2 separate regions of the Mus musculus genome follow, and region 2 is linked to region 1. The links are chromatin contacts, called in public HiChIP or PLAC-seq maps. All regions are on one chromosome and are shown on one strand. The core of a region is the stretch at or near the end of the contact, and the rest is flanking DNA. Distances in the headings are between cores, read along the strand shown.

What was found. HiChIP or PLAC-seq counts read pairs in DNA pulled down with a chosen protein or histone mark.
Region 2: a contact with region 1 is called in a FOXA1 HiChIP or PLAC-seq map of pancreatic cancer cells. The contact joins two enhancer-like sites. A contact is called at or near these places in 2 of 115 datasets of contacts at active chromatin or transcription factors (fibro-adipogenic progenitors and pancreatic cancer cells).

The regions. Positions count from the first base shown.
Region 1 is chr4:56,063,642-56,069,872 of GRCm38.p6, forward strand. No RefSeq gene overlaps it. Among named protein-coding and RNA genes, the nearest start is that of Gm12519, 66 kb to the left of the region's middle. Within about 2 kb of position 2,775, at least 4 of the 459 cell types and tissues checked have an H3K27ac peak or open chromatin away from gene starts, as enhancers often do. A contact at or near this core is called in pancreatic cancer cells, where this site is marked.
Region 2 is chr4:56,635,626-56,641,856 of GRCm38.p6, forward strand. The region is part of intron 6 of Gm34687 (a long non-coding RNA gene); the gene reads right to left. Among named protein-coding and RNA genes, the nearest start is that of Gm26144, 40 kb to the right of the region's middle. Within about 2 kb of position 3,661, at least 47 of the 459 cell types and tissues checked have an H3K27ac peak or open chromatin away from gene starts, as enhancers often do. A contact at or near this core is called in pancreatic cancer cells, where this site is marked.

The sequences.
Region 1 (6,231 bases), core at 1,525-4,024:
TTCTTCCATTCTTAAATGTAAATGACCCACCTCTTAGTTTTCAGGAAAGTTCTCACTGCTCCTCCTGTTTTTCTTGAACTCCACACAGGCAGCCTTGTTCACTCTCTCCCTCCTGATGATTTCTCAGTCCATCAGAATCTGATCTTTCTATACCACTGGCATCACTCCTTGGTTCCTGTGGATCCATTTCTTGGAAATCTAGACTTTAATCACTTCCAAGGCATTTTTAATTTGGATTCTCAAAAGGAGTTGAAACTATCAACTACTCTCACACTTTCAAAGACCCTCCTTTTCCTTAGATGGAAAGTCCTTCAGCTCTTCCTACCTCTGTAGACATTGCCATTTCCACTGCAGACTTGTCTCTCTCCTGCTTCCTCCACATTTGGGTGTACACTTTATGAATCTGTGTGAGTGATGCTAGGCTGCATTGGCAGAGAGCTGCTTTTTGTTTGTTGTGCTTCCTGTCCAGAGCAAGGGACTAGCAGGTCGCCTCTGAGAACCATGGGGCATCACTCCTTGACATGAGCAAAGTTGAACACTAATGAAAGAAATTCTAATTTTTTTCCTTTGGATTTCAGAATGGTTTGGGTGACAACCATTTGCATAAGAATATTTAGATTAGTTACTGTGTGCTTCTCTCATCATTGTGTTTGGGGAATTGAGAGCCGTGAATCATTTGCCTTAACAGAGATTGAGGTTGAGTGAATCAGTGTTCAATTGACTACACTAATGGACACCCACTCAGTAACACTAACACCTAAATTTGATACTGATGACAAGATTCTGGAATTCACTTTGACTGACTAGAATAAGACATTTGGGAGCCTTGGAGAAGTATGAGTGTATTTTGCATGTGTAAGGGATGGGAACCATCAAGGGTTAGGGTCAGACTCATAGCTAGCCTTCTAGGCATCTCTGAATGATCCCAGTCTGTGGATTTCACATCCTTGTACAGACACCCCCAATATTAGACAGAGCAGGCCAGCAGGCCTGGACCATGAGTAAGCTATTTCAGAAACGACGGAGTGTGACTTTTGAGTCTAGGTCATGAAAAACAAACTGGCTTCTTTCTTGCTGACCCTCTGTGGGATTGGTCATATGGAGGAAGCCAGATGTGATGTCAGATGAGCATTGGGTGGCAGTAGGGAGAGTTCTACATGGCACTGAATGAAGCCCTCCTGCCAATAGCCGGGCAAGCCTTCAGAGGCAGCTGTTGTAGACTCCCTGAGAAACCCTGAGTCATAGCCTCCACATAAGCTCTTCCTGGATTCCTAACCCCCAACACAGAGATGTATGTTTGTTATTAAGCTTCATTGTCCCCAGTTTGGCCAAGTCATGTGGGCTCGTATCTGAATCATGGCAGCTACTTTCTCTCTCTTCCTTTCCCCTAATTCCCTTTCCTCATGGGGACCTGTGCAAATGGAAGAACATAAACCTATGTAGACCCCATTCTTCTCAGGACAAAGCCCAGGTCTGACTAGATCTGAGCAACACGACCCGTGGTGGCTTTCTGAAACGTTTCTCTCATGGCTCTTTTAACTCCAAGTTCAGACCAACCACCAAGATGTCTTTCATTGTACAGGCCTTTGTTCCTGTTTCTTGGTGTGGCTTTTCATATAGGCTTCCTTCTTCATGTAGTACTCCTCTGACCTTTTTTCCCCAATCTGTTATTCTCTTCTTTTTGGCCATCACATCTGTAAGGAACCCATTCTGATCTTCCCTACCCATGATTGGAGATGACTTTTTTTTTCTGCTCTGTGTCAATGTATTCCCTATTTTATGTTAATTACTCTTTCCATCACTGTGATGAAACAGCTGACATAAACAAGGCATAGGGTAGGAGATGTTTATTTTGACCACAGTTCTAATATGACAGAGAGGCTTTTGAGTGTGTTGATGGGAATGTGTTAGCTGCTGCACCTTCCTATGACAGTAGACAGGAAGTAAAGAGATACTGGTAACCAAGGTAACTACAACCTTCAAGGACTGACTCCTTGTGAAACATCCCCACTAGCTTAGCCTCATACCCAAAGGTCCTACAACTTCTTAAAACAATGTCACTAGGAGCAGACCCAGTGTTCAAACACAAGATCTTGTGGATGACATTTCAAAATCAAACCATAAATTTCCTTTACCACTCTTCTAAGCATCCTGTGATATGATTGACTTGTTATTGGCAGTGGGGATATTAATAATTTCTTATAATTGAAGCTCTCTGGATCCCCTGGTAAATGTGCTATGAAGACACTTCCTGTACTTAGGATTTCTACACCTTGGCTTTGATCTCCAGACTTATCTGATTTTACTAAGGGCAGGCTGGAAACATTGAAAAGCTGAGCAGCTCAATCAACAAAGCAAAAGAACTGGTAAATACATAGTTTACCTTCTTTACCCTAGTGCCTACCGCATTTCTAAGATATGCTAGACAAGGCTCCAGTGAATTGGAGCCTTCTGTGAGCACAGGAATTCTCTCCACACGAACATACCCTTAGTTTATCGTTTTGTCTTTCCCACTTTCCATTCTAAACCCCCTTACAGCTTCACACATCCTTTTCCAACAACTTTCACACATGTCCCTTCTCTGAGGGTCTGACTCCATAGCAGGTACCTGCCCCCAGGTGCACTCATTTACTTAGCATTTACTACAAGCTGTTGGCCAGGCCAAGCTTTTTGTTTGGATTAAATATATTAGTTCTCTTAGCAACACAATGAGATAGGTACTAATCCATAAAAGTGAGGTAATAGTGCTTAGTCATAGGACTGTTCTGGGGATTAAATGGGGTAACATGGGTAAAGAGCTTAGCGTGTGGTAAGACTGGGGGAGAAGATAGACATGAAGGGCTTAGTGAAGGCCTCAGTGCTGGTCTCTATGACCAATCAATTGCCCAAGATCACTTGAATGCTAAGTATTGGATTTTTACAGAGTTCTGATAAATTCTAGAGTGTTCAGTCATCATCCAATAAGGGTATTTCAGTTATTTTTCACAGCAGACTATAAGGTATTTAAGAGTAAGAACTACACTTAATATATTCAGCTTTATTTCCAGAATCTAACATTCAGATGATAGAAAGAAAAGAAACTTGTATTGAAAACATCTATCTTTTGGCTCCTGCTACACATTCACTTTGTATTACTCATTCTTATAAAACTTTGTTCTGTGATCCATTAAAATAAACCGAAAATTCCTATCTGAAAACAATATGTTGGTTTTTTTCCCCTGTTTAGGATAGCTTGCTTGTTTCATAGACAGAAGTACCTGGCTTTATATTTTTCTCACATATAAAAGAAGCAAAGATCACATTCCCTATCATTGCTATTGTCTGTTACACAGCAAATCACCTTGAAATTGAATAGCTAAAGACAACACACACACTTATGAACTCATATGGTTTCTGAATTCAGATAGCTGTTGCATGGATCTGGCTGTTCAGCTCAGAGTGGGGGCAGGCAGTGGTCAAGTTGTCTCGCTGGGTTGCATTCAGAAGGTTTGACTGAGGCTGCAGGTTCATTTGTAAGCTCTTTATACCACTGCTGATAATGACTCTTAGCTCCTTCTCAAGCAAATCTGCCATAAAATGGTAGTTACCTTTTCTGAGTCAAAAGGAGAGGAACAGAGAGAGAGAGAGAGAGGTGCCCAAGATGAAAGTCATAAACCTGTTGTGACTTAGTCTCCGAAGAGACATGTGATCACTTTGACCATGTTTGTAGATGGTCAGAAGAGTCTATAAACAATTGTTTTGGAATGGTTGTTAAACTTTGGATAATCTATCTGATTTTTCAACCCTGATGCAAGAGGAAAAGATCAAACAAGACTGTCAATACCAGCGGGCAAGCTCTCAGGAGAGGGTTTTGGATGCAGTGCAATACTTCACATACTAAGGTACAATGAGGGGTTTTTGTGCCTTAGCATCAAGTTTTTCCTCAAATGTATTAAATCTATTTTATGGACTCAAGACTGGATAATCAAGTTTTGAACGTAAAGAACATAGTTTGCCAGGCAAGATTTAACAATCACTCCAAGACAATTGTCCCTAAATAAATATGGCTATTGAAATTCATATCCTGCTGAAGACCAAGCCAGCAATACTGGGGACAGCCATCTGCAGAGCACTCCATTTTATTTTCTGGTTTGAATAATAGCTTACTGTGTATTTTATTAATCTTAACAGTTCCATGGCATATATACTTTCTACATGAGAACAATGAACTTTACAGAGTCATTTGTCAAAGGACACAAAACCTACCAGTGATAAAATCAGGATTCAAACCTGGAACTCAAGATTCCAAATCCCATTTTTAAAAAATATCTTTTACTACATAGTGGCAAGTTACTCATGTTATTAACTAAAATAAGAATTATTGCTGTTGTTGTCTCTTGCTGCAACTTCTATATTCATGAACAGCAGTTTCCTTAGAGTACTCCTGTTGTTGTGCATGTGTATGGGATATGTATGTGAATGCAAATGTGTATGGATACACATGCTATAGCATACATGTATAAAGAGCAGCAAAAGACTCTTCTTCTATTCTCAGCCTCATTTGTTGCTGTTGCTTTGTTATTTTGAGACAGGCTTACTACATAGCCTTATCCTGGACCTTGATATATAGACCAGGTTGGTCTAGAACTCATTTTTAATGTAAGTAATCTCACTGAATCTAGTACTCACTGATTGGCTAGACTGCCTAGTCAGAAGTCCAGGGATTTGTTTGTCTCCATTGTCTCAGTGAGGGGATTGCCCACTGCCATACCCAGCTTTCCAACACCGGTAAAAGGGATTCGAATTCAAGGCCTCAAGCTTGTACAGGAAGCTTGTTACTCAGTGAGCTGTCTCCTAGCTTTTCCTCATGGTTCTTTTGTATGTAACTGTCAATGAAAACGATCTGCCACTCATAGAATATGTCTAGTCATTACGAGTCAGAAAACCCTGAAATTGCAATGGTAAGTTATTTGAATTTTAAAGCATGGCTGGTCCATACTGCCTGGTCCCCTTTATGAAAAGGATAAGATAAACCATTTAGAAAACATATTCCTTGTAGTCTGTGGTGTCAATGGCTGGTAAGGCTTGTACACGTAAACACTGTGGGCTTTTAACCAGCAAGGTATGCATACAAAACCAACACTAAGCCCCAGGAGTCCATCGTGACAGAACTGGGCCTTCTATGTACATGAGCCATGATGAGAGTTTGATGTTGCCATGTAAAGAGAGACCACCACTCAGCCACCTAACTGCAGGAGAAAAGGGACAAGACCATGAATGTCTCGGATGCTAGGCTAGGCCAGGGAAATTACAATGCCTGTACCATCATAGCCGGCCTCTGCTGAATTCTGGCTCATTGTTGTCATAGCTTTCACCTGCAACCTACTGAAGTGGCACTGGAGGGGCAAGCCTTATCCCCATCTGATGGATGAGGACACCATGACTCAGAGAGGTGAGCGATGTGACCAAAGTCTAACAGCAAAAGTAACCATAGTGTACTGATTTCTAAGCTATTAATTAACTTTCCAACTGTTTGCCCATAAGGAACTGCCTTCTGCGGTTAGAACCCATTCCTAAGTCTCTGGTTACCACTCACCACTCACTTACTTTGCAAAACTCACCTAAAGGTACTCTGCCCACGCATCCTTCTGAGTCTGTGCCCTTTCTTTGGAAGCTTGCCCTCTTCCTCTCTTAAGTGAAGGGGAGGTCTCCCAGTATTGCAACTCTTCCATGACAACTGAACAAGCTCTGAGAATCCTTAAAGAATGTGATGTGTCAGAGCCAAGGGACAGTGTGGAAGGACTGACTTAGGGAAGAGGGGGATGAAAACTGGGTTGTAGCAGCCAGCTGTCCTTCCCAATTCTCTTCTGTTGAACCTGTCCTTTATATGGGTTCTCAAAGAACCTAAAGGAGATCCTTGCTAGAAGGAGGTGCTTTGTGTCCTAGAAGCAATGAGGAAGGGCACCCTGCTCTGGAGAACAGCCACTTCAGGCCTTGTCACACCAAGGCAGATGCTCAGTAGGGACTGGGTCTCCAGATCTCCCTTAAAATAGTTTTATGGGTTCAGGCATGATTATCTTGGGTAACATGAATCTTCACACCCAAATAAGGAGTGGGGAATTAACTAGTGTAAAAGAAAGTCAATACTTATACAAAGCAGAATTATAAATGAGACAGGAATTTAAAATGTAAGTCAACATTCTCAGGAAACAATGGATATTGGTAATAGGCTATGCAAGTAAAATATAAAAA
Region 2 (6,231 bases), core at 2,411-4,910, 570 kb after region 1:
CTGAAAATGTGATACATGTGCACAATGAACTTTTACTCAGAGATAAATAGATAAATAAAGTTTGCAGGAAAATGGATGGATCTGGAAACATGGAGCTATAAAACAAGGAGACCCAAACTCAATAAGACAAAACCACATGTTGTTTCTCATACACAGATCCTAGCTTACAATGCACACAGATGCATGTGCATACACACACACACACACACACACACACACACACACGGTTATATATGTGGGTAAACTAGAGAAGATAGATAGAAGGTAAAAATGATTACTAAGAAAAGGACGGGGAAGACAAAAGGACACATGGAACATGAAAGGAGAAAAAAGATGGGGAAAGTTGTAAGAGATAGCAAAGGGTGCCAGAGGCCTGGGAGGAGGAGAACCTGCTCAAACATGCTTTGAGATGGCATAATATGTAATAACTTGTATGCTGATTTAATTTTTTAATTTTTTAAGTTAGAAGGAATTGTAAAGAAAGATCAAGAAAGAGGGGAAGGCAAGAGGAAAGGAGACGAGAAGGGAGGAGAAGAGAGAAGAGGAAAGGAGAAGGGAGAGATGGAGAAGGGAGAAGATGAGAGGGGAGAGAAGAGGAAAGGGGAGAGGAGGGGAGAGAAGGGGAGGGGAAGAGAAGAGAGGGGAGGGAAGGGGAGAGGAGGGGAGGGAGGGAAAAGGAGAAGAGAGGAGAGGAGAGGAGGGGAGGGAAAGGGGGAAGAGGAAAGGGGAGGGAAGGGGAGGGAGGGGAAAGGAGAAGAGGGGAGAGGAGGGGAGAGGAGATTGAGTAAACAACATGAAAAGCCTTGAGATGGAACTGATATGTGTCACCTCTGACCCAGCCATTGGGCAGGGCCAGTCCCATGTCCTACCCAGCTACAGGGGAACCTGAACAATGAAAATCACAACACTGTGGTGAGCATGCCCATCCAGTGCCAGACCTCTGTGCTTAGCAGTGGGGAAAACCAAGCCCAGTGCAGGAAGAATGCCAGTTCTGTGAGGAAGCCATTCGGAAGATTCACACAGACAAAAAAAAAAAAAAGAGCCACTTCAGACCCTTGATTTCTAATGGCAATATAATATATTTCAGTGGAAGATTGTTTCTCTTAGATGAAAGATAGAACAGGTTTTTTTTTTTTTAAGAAAAATCCAGGCTCCTACTCTTCTAGCACAGAAAAAATCTGAAGAGGATTAAAGGTTGCAATGAAATCAATAACTAAATAGCCAGTCAATCAATATTCATTTTAAGATGTCTACTCAAGTCAATACTAATTTACTAATTTTAAAGATATATATGATGTGGGTGTGTGGGTGGCAGAGAGAGAGAGAGAGAGAGAGAGAGAGAGAGAGAGAGAGAGAGAGAGAGAGAGAGAGAGAGAGAGAGAGAAATTACATACATAGGTATGGGTGCTCAGAGAGGCCAGAAGAGGGTGTCAGATCCTCTAGAGCTAGAGTTACAGACGGTTTGAGCCACCCATTCTGGACATGAGAAACTGACCTCTACTTTTCTGGAAAAGCAACAAGTACCCTTAGCCACTGAGCCACCTCAAACAGCTCCCAGTATTATTCGTTAAAGCATCCCTAGGATGCTGGCTCCAACTCCGTGCTAGAGCACTCTATCAGACCACTCAGAACAAATGGCTTTTCTCATGATTTTTGAATCAACAAACTGTGCCCAGGGGAAAGTGGTGTTTGGGGAACCGGAGTTGGAAGCATCACCTCCAACTCCAAACACCAGTGGAGAGGGTAACCTAACCCAGGAGGCTGGTGTAACAAGGCTAGGCATGGAAAAACCTGCATCTTTGTAGGGTTTCAATAACTGTTCTTTTCCTTGCTTTCCTATTGTGGTTCAGCTTTCAGTGCATCTGCCACAGGCAGGATTCTAGTTGTGTGAGGCTTCCTGGTGGCCTCAGGTTTCATTTTACAAGACACAGATCTGGACCTCCCTCCCCACCCCCCATTTCAGTAAAGGTGTTAGATTTTTTTTTCTCACATAATTCCTTTTGTATACTGTATCTCCTTCAAAAGCCAACTTGCTAGTCATAAAGCAACCCTTTCTAGTTGTTCTGCCTCATATCCTGTGACAATGAGACAACCCAAGAATCAAGTTCAAAGGTATGTTAGTGAGTGATGAGTTTGAGTGATCGATTAGGGGAGCTGGACCAGGAGGAAGAGTGAAGGCCTGCTGGAGATGCATAGCCCATCCTTGGAGTCACATTAGGAACAAAAGCATCTGCAGTAAGGACCTAATTTATCATTGGAAAAGATAGCAAATATGTTATTAATGAAGGAATAAATCATTCTTGGGCAAGCAATGACTTCATTTTCTCTTGGGGGTGCTCAGTTTAATATTTTCCCTACAAACCATACCCTTGGGCAGTTCATGGGAATCGAGGAGAGAGGCCAGATGCATGCCTCTGCAAGCCTACAGCAGCACTGTTCTTAGGCAAAGCAATGCCTCTCTTCTCCCTGTCCTTCACAGAAGCCTGTCCACTGCCTTCTTCTGGACCTTTGGTGTCTTCTCATTGTCACAGGAGCTGTGTGAATATGGATGGACTCACACACTCATGGTGCATGGGCTTCCTAAAGCTGATCAATGAATCCTAGAAGCAGGAAAGAGCCAAGGTTGAGAAGCAAGGGACCATGGGAAGAGAAGGAAGAATGATGAAGGTAATTGGGACAAGAAAGTAGGTGCCACAGGAAGTTCCTCCACCAAAAGGAGCCATAGAGAGAACAAATGAGTCACAGTGAAATGACTCCCAAGGACCTGGCAGCAAGGACAAGAGAATGAGACTGAGAAGGACAAAGGGACAAGCCTGGTCACCCTCGCTCATCCGGAGTCAGCTGTGCTCCTTTGGAAAAATCACACAGCTTCTCTGGGCCTCTACCCACTTGCATATAAGTCAGGGATACTGATCACCCACCACAGAGCTGAAATGAAGACTGAATGAGATAGTATAAGTGAATCCCAAAACCCTGTATAAATGTCAGCCACTATGGTCATTGTGGGTTTTATTCATTTCTTCATCTATGTTTTGCGATTCTTCACACACTCGAACTCTAAAACAGCGACACAAAGGTGAGTGAGGTAAAAATAACAAGACAAAACCCAGCCATCTAAAGATTCTAAATCTAGAGGGGCAGACCTGAGGAAATACAGTGGTTACAATACAGTATGAGGTCCGGCTGGGAAAGCAGCCAGTCTAGGCTGGGTCACATTACTATGTGGGGAGGGCCAGCAGGCAGCATGGATGGCACAGACCTGACCGCTGAGGCTGCCTCCCAGCCAAAGAGGAGGGCAGAACTTGACTTATGGGCTTTGGAAAGACCCATGGGAAGAATGTGGACTTCACCCTAAGAGGGGCATGCCTACACAGCCTCCCTGTGCACAGAGGCACAATCCAGAAGTTTCTACGTTCTTTTCCATGTTCCCTGGGTCCTTGAAGAAATCATGCCCGTGAGCTTTTGGCATTCACTTTACTGTTCTTCAAAGAAAGCCTAACCCAGCCCCCGGAGTCCAGTCGTCTGCAGTGGGAACACTTGCAGACACGGTAGCATAGCGGTCAAATACAAACTCCTTGGGTAATTTCGCAGCCATGACCTGGCCTCCCGATTCCTTGGCTGGCCTCGGGTCACTTGTCCTCAAACACTCAGGGATCCACAGTACCAAACCAAACACGCCACGCCAAGCCACTCCATGACTCCTCGTTGTATTTACATTTCTCTGGTATGCCTGGCATGTGTCTCACTTTTTTTTCCTCCCTGCTGAACTCTTTGATCTTAAAATCCAGCCCAAGAATGAATGGCTTCCTTTGTGAAAACCTAAACAGTCACTTGCTCTTCCTCATATACAGATGCTAGCTTACAATGTATGTGTGTGCGCACACACACACACACACACACACACACACACTCCTATTCTCTCCTCTATAGTACTACCTCTTTTGCATAATTCTGTCACTGTCTATATCATATTGTGTAGGTCCTCTATTTTAACACCACTCCCTGTCTAGCTAGTACCAGACTCTGCAACATGCCGTTCAAGTGGATAAACCTATTCATCCGCTTGTTATTTTTATCTGTGAAAAAAGCATGCTATGTGCTCTCCCTGTACTTAAGTCCAGGATAATCTCCCATTCTCCTATGGGAAGACAAAAGATGCTTAATTAGGGGAAACCCAAGGTAACATAAGAAGGCATTCCTGGACTTTGATCCTATGGTGAAAGACGCAGGTCCCATTGACTAATTTCAGGCATGGTGTATGCAGTTGCGACATTTCAGGGCACTGAGCTCCTGTGCTGTCAGGGTGATCCTTCAGCTCTGTGAAAGATCATCATAAAAAGGGTGTCAGGTGTGTCCCTGCCTTCCTGCCACGTGATGCCAAGGTCACATTGAATAAAGAACAGCAGGAAGTATGCCTCATGCTGACCAAAGCCAGGAATTCTCAAACGTGAATATACATTGGAGCTAACTGAGGACTTGTTAAAACACAGGCGGCTGAGCCCCACCCTGAAGTGACTGATTCAGAGGGTCTGAGGTGGGGCCTGAGAACCTGCGCTCCTATAGGTTCCCAGGGGCTACTAATGCCAATGGCCCCCACATCTTGAGAACCACTGATCTGTGGAGTCCTAACATCTTTCTATACTTGTAAATTAAAAATATAGACATCCTTGGCTACCTGATCCTGCTGCCAGTCAAACATGGTCAGATCTGATCTTGGAATCTGAACACAGATCCTATGGCTCTGCCTTCCCATGATGTGACAACTGGCAAGTCACAGAACTTCAGAGCACCTAAGCTTCTTCTACAAAAGACAGCACTTACTGACCTATCACTGCCTACCCTCAAAGGTTTCTTGTGTAGGTATAGTGGGGAAAGGATAAATGAATGTCCTGCAGCTTAAAGGCACTGAAAGAACAAGAAATCAGACCAAAAGATGGCAGGTGTGTGCAAAGGATGCAGAGGAATTTTAAGGTGTACAGGGCAGTAGACAGTAACTCAAAGAGTTCAGATCCCCATTTCTCAACAAATCAGAAATACTTACCATTAACAGGTAAGTAGAAAGGAGGGGAGGAGAAGGGGAGAGGGAGGGAAAGGAGAAGGAGGAGGGAGAAAAGAAGAAGAGAAGAGAAAAAAGATTAAGACCAGTTCCCTCCTTACTGGGCAGCTGGGCATGCTGAATGAAATGATGCAGTTAAGTCTTTGGTAGACTAACTGGTACATCACAAGTCTTCATCGTCATGGAAATGTCAAAGGATTCCTCTCCTCTTCCCAATCCTGTCCACTTTACATGTCATGAACACTGTTCTTTTTAACACTATTTACTTATTCTTGAAGAATTCCATGTTTGTGCACCATGTATTTTGATAACTACCATCCACTGCCCCTCCAACACCCCCTAGATCCTTCCACCAAGTGCTCCTCCCAAGGACATGGTCTCTTTTGTTTTCTTTGTGTAATCCATCGAGTCCACTTAGTGCTACCCTAGACGCATGAGGGAGGTCCCGGCACAGGAGAGTGGCTCTTCCTGTTCTCACAACCTCTGACGGAAGACACCGAATGCAGCCCCCTAAGTCGTCATCCCAAGTTGTCCCTGCTTCAGTCTCCTCAAGAGGAACATGGCTAAGATCCTAAGGTATTAGAAGTGAGAGGCTAACAAAGGTCTCACAGCAACATAAAGCAGTAGAAGAGCCCAACCCAGGAGAAACCCTCTGCTAGTTAGTTATTTCCACGGGTTGGGGATCCACTGCCTGGAATACTCCACTCCTATTCCAAGATTATGGACCAGCAAGGATTGCAATCAAATTTGGTTTTCAAATGACAGCCACACCACCAACAAATCTAGCAAGATAACTAGGGTGAGGCGATTCCTGTGTTAGGTGAGGTAATCTCTATATCTATCTATATCTTGATATCTATTTGTGGTTCTGTGACTTGCTTATTTATGCCGTGGACCAGTTCAGCTGTGGTATTTGTCTTTTTTCTTTTGATTTATGAAAATTCTTTACATATTAAGAATTTCGATTATTTTCTGAGTCCTGAATATTGAGAATATTTTCCTAGGACAATAGCTTCCCCATCCCTCTTTTTTCCTTGGGTATGTGGATAAACTTTTGAGACAAGAACTCATGAGTGTAGTCCAGGGTGGTCTTAGATTTGTGGGCTTCCTGCCTCTGTCTCCTGGGTGCTGAGATTACAGTGGCAAGCTGACGTGCCTGCCTTTGATATTCAATG